3 separate regions of the Sus scrofa genome follow, and all the other regions are linked to region 1. The links are chromatin contacts, called in public Hi-C and promoter capture Hi-C maps. All regions are on one chromosome and are shown on one strand. The core of a region is the stretch at or near the end of the contact, and the rest is flanking DNA. Distances in the headings are between cores, read along the strand shown. Region 1 overlaps CDK19 (cyclin-dependent kinase 19). Region 2 holds the start of AMD1 (S-adenosylmethionine decarboxylase proenzyme). Region 3 holds the start of CDK19 (cyclin-dependent kinase 19).

Evidence for each region. Promoter capture Hi-C pulls out the DNA fragments that hold promoters and counts their contacts. Hi-C and Micro-C count contacts between places; a contact is called where the count stands out from the background.
Region 2: a contact with region 1 is called in a promoter capture Hi-C map of liver, with 8 times the contacts expected there. The contact joins the promoter of AMD1 here to the enhancer-like site in region 1. A contact is called at or near these places in 4 of 5 promoter capture datasets (fetal liver, fetal skeletal muscle, liver and 1 more), 6 of 47 Hi-C or Micro-C datasets (embryonic fibroblasts, fibroblasts, heart right ventricle and 2 more) and 2 of 2 datasets of contacts at active chromatin or transcription factors (alveolar macrophages and skeletal muscle).
Region 3: a contact with region 1 is called in a Hi-C map of liver, with 7 times the contacts expected there. The contact joins the promoter of CDK19 here to the enhancer-like site in region 1. A contact is called at or near these places in 3 of 5 promoter capture datasets (fetal liver, fetal skeletal muscle and liver), 10 of 47 Hi-C or Micro-C datasets (alveolar macrophages, embryonic fibroblasts, fetal liver and 5 more) and 2 of 2 datasets of contacts at active chromatin or transcription factors (alveolar macrophages and skeletal muscle).

The regions. Positions count from the first base shown.
Region 1 is chr1:76,660,489-76,663,205 of Sscrofa11.1, reverse strand. The region is part of intron 2 of CDK19 (cyclin-dependent kinase 19); the gene reads left to right. Among named protein-coding and RNA genes, the nearest start is that of CDK19, 130 kb to the left of the region's middle. Within about 2 kb of position 1,330, at least 6 of the 83 cell types and tissues checked have an H3K27ac peak or open chromatin away from gene starts, as enhancers often do. A contact at or near this core is called in fetal liver and liver, where this site is marked.
Region 2 is chr1:76,838,137-76,840,853 of Sscrofa11.1, reverse strand. It overlaps AMD1 (S-adenosylmethionine decarboxylase proenzyme), which reads right to left and starts at 1,406. Exons shown (of 9, transcript XM_003121345.6): 1 at 687-1,406. The coding sequence starts at 796.
Region 3 is chr1:76,792,168-76,794,884 of Sscrofa11.1, reverse strand. It overlaps CDK19 (cyclin-dependent kinase 19), which reads left to right and starts at 1,409. Exons shown (of 12, transcript XM_021091172.1): 1 at 1,409-1,852. The coding sequence starts at 1,725.

The sequences.
Region 1 (2,717 bases), core at 81-2,580:
TTTTTACTGGAAGCAAGAAAAGATTTTCTGATTACCCTCCAATGAATCAGAATGCCCCTGAGAATTCCAGGTAATTTAGGTTTTGCTTGTAAACTATTTTGATTTGCATCTGTTTCATTTTTTATACTTAAAGTTTGTATATTCAGAGTGCCATTGATTTATAAGAACTGTATCTGATTTTTCTCATGTGGAGTATGTTACGTAAAAGATTAAACATTCAACTTTGAAAAGAGCACTTATGCTGTCATAGTTAAGAGGATGTAAGCTTCTTATTTATTACCAATCTCACTTGCTTTCACATCTCTCTCAGACCAAGTACATGTAGTAATAAAATCAAAGAGAAAAGGAAACTAGATCATCTGTTGCAAAGTGGAAAGTGAACTAACTTTCCCGTAGCCATACTATTATTATACAACCTGCTAACAGAGTGTTTCAGGCACTTTGGGAAATAAATGTGATGGCATGCCCCAATCACAGCATGTCTCTCTCCAATGAGGTTCTATGCCTGTAGTGCCTAGCCTTTCTCAGTTAGGTACAGTAATAATAGCTAGTGTTTATCAAAACCTTAAAGAGAAGTTCCTGGCATGGCTCAGTGGTTAATAAACCCAAGTAGTATCCATGAGGATGCAGGTTCCATCCCTGGCCTTGCTCATTGGGTTAAGGATCCAGCGTTGCCGTGCGCTGTGGTGTAGATTGCAGAAGCAGCTTGGATCCTGTGTCTCTGTGACAGTGGTGTAGGCTGGCAGCTGTAGCTCCAATTGGACTCCTAGCCCGGGAACCTCCATATCCTGTGGGTAATGCCCTAAAAAACAAACAAACAAACAAAAAACAACCCCCCCCAAAAAAAAACTTAAAGCATGCCAGACGTTCTACTTACCACATTTAGTCCTCATAACATTCTTGCCAATAGTGGTGGTTATAAGAGCAATAACTATAGTTTGTCAAGTTTTTAATGTTTTCTAAGCATTGTGATATATAGTTATGTACATTCATTTAATCCTTGCAGAAACTGAGTGTGTTTATCAGTATATTTTTTTTTCCCCCTCTCTAAGCCTCTGAGGAGTTAAGCATCTTGCTCTGCATAGCTGTGGTCAGGGCTTAAACTCAGGTTTCTGAATTCTAAAATCTGTGCTTTTTGTATTATACCTGCTGCCTCACTGTCATTTCCACTGGATGGCAGTGGGGACCACTGACCTCCTTGAAGCTTATGACTGGTACCTAAGCAGTGTTGCTAAAGTAAAATAAAGCAAAAAATTTAGGGCTACCTTGAACCTGGGCTGGTTTACTGTTTTATAGACCCCTCTTCAGAGTATGAGTGCCACCTGCTGGAAGGTTATAATGTATCTATGTGCTTGTAAGGTCCTTCCCTAAAGCTTGTCACAGGAGTGAAAGTGTCAGGTGTCAAAATGCTAATTCTTAAATTTCAGCTTAGGAATGCTGGGGCATTTTGAAGTTAGGTGAATCTCCTGTTTGCTACCAAGTACATTTCCTCATTTATTTTCCTTTTTTTTTTTTTTGTAGGGAGGGGAGGGTTACACATTAAAAAATGTTACACTCAATGAATGCATTCTAAAAATAAAGCTTTCTAAAAATAAAGATCAATGGTCAAATGAATCATTCTGTTACATATTACAGATCAAATGCGAATAAAAAATTGGATTTACTTTGAGATAAGTGAGTTATTGAAGCATAAGAGGACCCTTTCCTTTTAGATACTCTGAAAAAGGAATCTGGAAGCCCTGGGGCATCAGAGACTTGGCGAACAAAAAGTGCGGATGAAACAGGAAGAAAGATGGGTGGATTAAAATACAAACAGATTCTGTAATTGATAGTGTAGCATAAGAGTTCCCAAATGGAGTCAGGATCCTCAATAGTGCTTTAGAGAACAAAGTTTAGAATTACAGCTTTAGATTGTTATATGTTTAGGACAGTGAAAAGCGGACATTTTTTATAGTCACTTATATGCCCTGGAAGGGGAATCAGAAAAAGTCTTTGCATGCCCGTTGCACATTTTTCATTAGGCTCCTTTGGGATCATGTTAGTAATCTGTAAGTATCTGGAAGAGATATTATCTCTTAGTGTGGGGTTTTGACAGGAAAATCATGCTATAGTTAACTGCTCTTTATGTGATTAAGGCATATTTGTAGTTGCATGATGTCATGTTGAACAAATATTTGTGTGACAAGAGATTAAAGTCCATTGCCAAGATGTGATATTGCCAAGAGTTCAGGAAAGTACCAGCGCGATCATCATCTCTTTCTTTTATCCTTTTTCAGATCAAATGTGAAAGAAGCTTCACTAGCACGATAGTATCTTAGCGGGTAGATTTCTGAAGAGAAAGGGCTTGTGTGTGTGTGTCTATGTGTGTGTGTGTAAATTATATGAGTAATGCTCAGTATAGAAAATGCATCAAGTAGAAGAATAGGAAGAAAGAAAAATCACACAATCCCATTCCCTAGAGATAACTATATTAACATTTTGGTATAGTTGCTTTTTTATAAACATTTAATATTTTGCAGCCTTTCATTTATTTTAATTTTTAATATTTTAAGAAGAGAAAAGCATATTGACTTTATTTGATGTTAATTTTTGTGTGACATAGTGGCCTCCCTAGAAAAGAAATGAAGATGCCAAGAAATAAGTCAACCTGATATGCCATTTTTAACCAAGAGCCATAAATTGTAGAGACGTGACAAGACAAAGGGTTTGCAAACTGT
Region 2 (2,717 bases), core at 157-2,656, 180 kb before region 1:
CACCACTGCTCCCGCCCAATCCCCGCCGGCCGGGCGCCACATGCTGCCAGCGCCGACCGCGGGCGGGAGGCCTGCTCGCCAGCCCCTCTGCCCGGGCAGGCCCCCTCCTCCCGCCTCAAGCGGAGAGAAAGAGTCCGACTCCCGATCAGCCCCCTCCCTCCTCTGTTCCCGACCCGCTCCCTCCCTCTTCCACTCCAGAGGCGGGCACGCCCGAATTAGCGCCTGACTAAGCCCGCCGAGCCACACCTGCCTGGAGGGAGCACGCGCCCACCCCCCGGCGCCAGGCACCCCACCCCGGGCCCCGACAACCTACTCCGGGGCGGGTGGGGGGGAAGTCGGGAGGCGAGGGCAGCCAAAGCACCCCGAGCGGCGCTGCACGCCGTCCCACACGCCGCGCCGGGGACGTTACCTGAGCACGCGGCGGCGCCGGCCTCCTCCCCTCCCCCGGGCAGCGCCCGGCCGGGCAACGGTGGCGGGAGAAGCCGGCTCGGGCTCCGCGTGGACCTGGCCTCTCCCCCCGGCGCCGGGGCCCAGGCCAAGGCCACAAAACGACCCCCGCCCACGGACCTGCCCCCACCAGAAGGCTGCGGGAATCCAGCCCCCGCCCCCTCTCTGCCTAGGGCTACTGCCTTCCAGGCGGCGACAGACCCCATACCCGACAGTGGGCGAGAGCCCCGAGCACCCACCTTGGGATGGTGCGAAGATCCCCAGATCCTTGATTTGCGTCGGGCTGCTGCCTGGAGAACCAAACCTCCAGCAGCTTCTCGGTCCCTTCGAAAAAATGTGCAGCTTCCATCACCGTGAGACTAGCGAACAACCAACAACCACAGAAAATCAACTAAATTAAATCTCTTCTCCCGCCGCTGCCGCCGCCGCTGCGGATTGTTCCAGCTGTGTTACTAAAGTTCAGGTTCCTTTTTTTGCTATAATTTTATATTAACTTTTTTAAAAAAAGGGCTAATAAAATTTTCCCGGCTTTTTTTTTTGTGTGTGTGAGCGAAAGTTGAACGTGAGTCTGTTGGAAATAGAGGCAGATACAGCTCAGTCTCTTGTAGTCCGCTGTTTCCCCGTTAGAGAGAGTAGAGCGAGCGCTAGCTAATGTCGCCGGCCATACTGTGGGAGCGAGGGCGCTGCGTGAGTCGGGAATTTATATACTCCGTCTACCCCCAGAGGCCAGGAAGTGACGTAACGTCCCTCCCCCGCGGCTCATAGCTCCAGTCTCCTGTCAATCACCAGCCGCCCATTTGCGGCTGGCTAGCCGCCCGCCTGCGAGGAGCGCGGGGAGCGGCCCGTGTCCCTGCGGTTCGATTTCGGGGTGGCCCCTGGGCGGGAGACGGTACTCTGTTGTCCGGCTGGGGACTAGGAATCGGGGGTCGAATGTGGAGAGAGTGGCAGAGCGGGGACGGAGTGAGGAAAGGCTGCGTAGCGCTGCGTAAAACAACTGGCTAGCGGGGAACATGGGTGGGTCCTCTGGAGGGTTGGCGGGGTTCGGCGGGGGCGGTGGCCACTGCTGGGATGGCGTGGTGGTTTTGATCCTGTGCACTTCGCCGCGATCGCTGAGGTACTCAGCCATTCTCTAAAGTGTACTTCCCTAAGGCCACCGAAGCCAGGCGTTAAAACTCCACGTTTGTCCGTGACGCACATGTTGCCAAGGGTCGAATTAGAAGGCGCTTTAATTCTGCTCACGCTTTTGCTGATGTGCGAACGAACGCAGTTCTCTTACCGTTTTACACAATAGCCAGAAGCGCTGTCTCCCTATTCAAAAAGGGAAAAGCAACGTGGCGCCCAGCCTTGAAGGACTCCGGCTCTACCTACCTCCCACCATGTGGCTCGCCAAGCCTCGGAGTTGGCGGAGCACAGTAGCTGCCGTGAAGCACTGGCAACTCCGTGCTCAATTAGGTCAACTGGTGGGAATTTCTTCTGCAAAACTATTTCTAGAACCTGATTTATTAAATATAACCTGAAATTGTTTGCATCAAAAGGAGGGGAAAGGAGTTATTATTGCTTGGAGCAATACGGGGGTAAAGGAGGAAAAAAGGAATTATGGAATTATATGAAGTCATCTGTTAGAAACATGAAAATTGTGACGCACTATAAGATTTAAAGAATCAATAAAAATAATAAGTATAATCTGAAATTGCACGGATATTAACAGGGATTCAGGGCTATCACTAGTCGTGATCACTAGACTCATGAATCTATAGTTTCAATAATCAAGTAAAGTGTAAAAATTGTGAAGTCGTAGTCAAACTGTATAACGAGGTGGCAAAATTGTGGAAACAAAGTTGTGACTTTTATTCTGAAATATGGTAAAAACAATCTGACATAAAAATCACCATTGTTACAAGACAAAAGACTCACCGTCCTTAGAGAATTTCCTCAGCTACAAGTGAAATAAGACAACGTTGTTATGTGTGAAAAACTTAATGAAGTAGTTTGGGTTTGTACTCTAGATTCCCTGCAGGGTAGTACTTGTTTTACAACAACATGAATTTGTTCATATTTCTCCGTCAAACTTTGCTGTTGAAAGAAGCTATGTTATGCAGTGGGTACATATGCTACTCTTGCCATGTTTTTAAAAGCATCCAACTCAAACTGGGGATTGGGACAAAAGATAATGAATGTTGCTTATTATAATAATTCAAAGAATGTGGTGGTTATACTTGGAATAAAGATAAAAGAAGTATTTATGTGTTTTACAAGCTATTCAGTTATTT
Region 3 (2,717 bases), core at 160-2,659, 130 kb before region 1:
ACTGAACCTGCATCCTCATAGATGCTAGTCAGATTCGTTAACCTCAGAGCTGCAAGGGGAACTCCCCACAGTTTATTTTTAATTTGCTTGCATGTTTACTTTAACACGTTTTAATCTCCGGATGGAAAAGACCAATTTTAGCTGGTTATCTGCAGCACTTACCATAGTACCTGGAAATAACAGACACTCAGATACTTCACGATTTACTTCAAGATCTGAGGAAATTTTCCAGGAAACTTACTGTTGTAATAAATAAATGAACCCCCTCCCCATCCAGTTTTCCAAGTTTCTTCCAAAACCTAGCAGGCAAGTCACTCTTAACTTTCCTTACCACATTAGGTAGAATTGACTATTTCCTCCTCTTGTGCTTTCACTGAATGTGGTATGTTAAGTCCTATCATAGCACCAATGATTTTTAAGATTGTATCCCAAGCATCTGATACGTTTTAGGCACGCAATAATGAACCAACATTCACCTTAAGGAGATTTAAACATTCTAGGAAAACGTCACTGTTAGGCATAAACCTTAAGACACTCTTTACAATCCAATACAAATGATTGTTTTTAAATTGCTGCATCCTGCAGGCACTTTAATAGTCCTCAGACAGTTGGCCAAAAGCTTGGCTACGGGAATCACTTATGTTAGGAGAAGACTACGACTAGAGCGCCAAGGATGATTGGCTGCTAGGACCTTTAAGTTACAGGTTTTCAGGCCGACGCCGACGGTAGAACCAGGAAACCGCTAAAAGTTCAGTTTTTGAAATACGGTTTTTGCACCGCAAAGAAAAAAGATTAACCTATCAGAAAGAACCTAGCACATCCAATTACCAATCAAGAGCCGGAAAGAAGCCAAAGCAGGGATACCCACGCACCAACGAGGACGTCATTCTTAAGTCTCCGCCAATGAGCTGTTGGATGCGGGACGGGGCGGGAGGCGGACCAACTGCCACCAAAAACAAACAACAATCTGCAGTACAACTGCTCTCACCACAGTCCTCGTCTAGCAAACCACTGGAGGAAACTCGTGGGCAAAGCCCTTGTTAAATACTTTCCACTCTCCTCCTCTCCTGGGGGCAGTTATAATAGAGTACCTTCCTTACACCAGAAAAAGGACCTTCTTTCCACCAGCTTCCACAGACTCGCAGAAAGCACACTGCAAGTTTGCACTTTCTACCTTCACAGGAACTAGCAGTCCAAAGCTACCTGAGGGGGGAGGGGCGGCCTCAGTGCGCAAGCGTGCATGTCTTGTAGAGGCGGGGCTGTAGCGGCCCAAGGTAACCTGGGTATTGTATTTCATTCTACCGCATCACTCAACTGTTCCTGAGGTTTATGGAACTACATTTCCCAGGAGTCTCCGCGGCCTCGGGGGCGGGAGGGATGGTTCGTTAATGAGCTCGAGGAAGCCGCGGCGCGGCCCACCAGGTTCCAAAACAAGGAAATGAAGGGGGAGGCGGGACTGAGGGTGCCTGTAGGAGCCGCAGCCGCCGCCGCTGCCGCCGCCGCCGCCGCCGCCGCAGAGGAGGAGGAGGTGGAGGAGGTGGCCGCCGTGGCCGCCGAGGAGTCCCTTGCTGAAGGCGGACTGCCGGGCGGCGGGCGGCGCGCGCGCGCCCCAGAGGCGGTTGTTGGAGAAGTGGAGCGGCGGTCGCGGGGGGGAGGAGGAGGAGGAGGAGGGACTGAGTGGCGGCGGCCCCCGCGTCCCGGTGCCTCTATGGGGAAAGCAGACAATGGATTATGATTTCAAGGCGAAGCTGGCGGCGGAGCGGGAGCGGGTGGAGGATTTGTTTGAGTACGAAGGGTGCAAAGTGGGACGCGGCACCTACGGGCACGTCTACAAGGCGAGGCGAAAAGATGGGTAAGAGCAGGGGCGGGGGGAGTAGGCTCGTTCGGGTCCTCGCCCTGCCCGCGACCGCGCGGGATGGGTGGGTCGGAGCCCGGACGGGCCAAGCCCGGGGGGCGAGGCGGACGTGGTCCCGGGGCCGCGTCCCGAGGCGGACTCTGAGGGACACGGGTTCTGCCCGCTCGCGCGGGCCCCGTCGCGCCCCTCAAACTCCTGCGGCGCAGCCCCGTCGCGGGGTGTCGGTTTCGTCCCGGAGGGCACCCTCCGCGTGCATGGAACTGGCGGCGGGACTCGAGTTGGGACCTCGGTTGGATGTGGAGTTTGTGGGGCTTTGGTCTCCGGGGGAGACGCAGAGGTCTGGGAGAGCCTTGCGGAGGAGTTGCCGCTCTGGCCCTCGGTTGGTGACGGTCGTGGTGGAACTTCCAATCGGCTGAGCGCCTCCCGGGGGCGGAGGTTTGAAACCTCGCCGAGGTCTCCGTCGGGCTGCCGAGTGCCTGGGTCCTCGCCAGCCTCACGGGTCTGAGCCGTTGGGCACCTTTTCCCTGGGGGCGAGCCAGCGCTCTGGCCCCTCCGCGCAGTCCCTTCAGTCCCTGTGGAAAACCCGGCCACTTCTCCACCTCGCTTCGCCCACCTCCGATCTTGCTTTCTCACATTCTCCATTCCGCACCTTCCCTTGAATGTAGACCTTCTGAGAGACCAACCAGGTTTTGCCCGCAGAACTTAAGAGTTCGGTGTGGTAACCCATCCCATCCTCCAGCAGCCTCCCCTTGGGTATTCTTAGGTTCTCCACTCCATCCTCTGCCAAGTGGCTGCGTGCTGCGGTTTATTGGGCACCTAGATTACCCATAACGGAATTCAAGTGGCACGGAGTTGGGCCAGA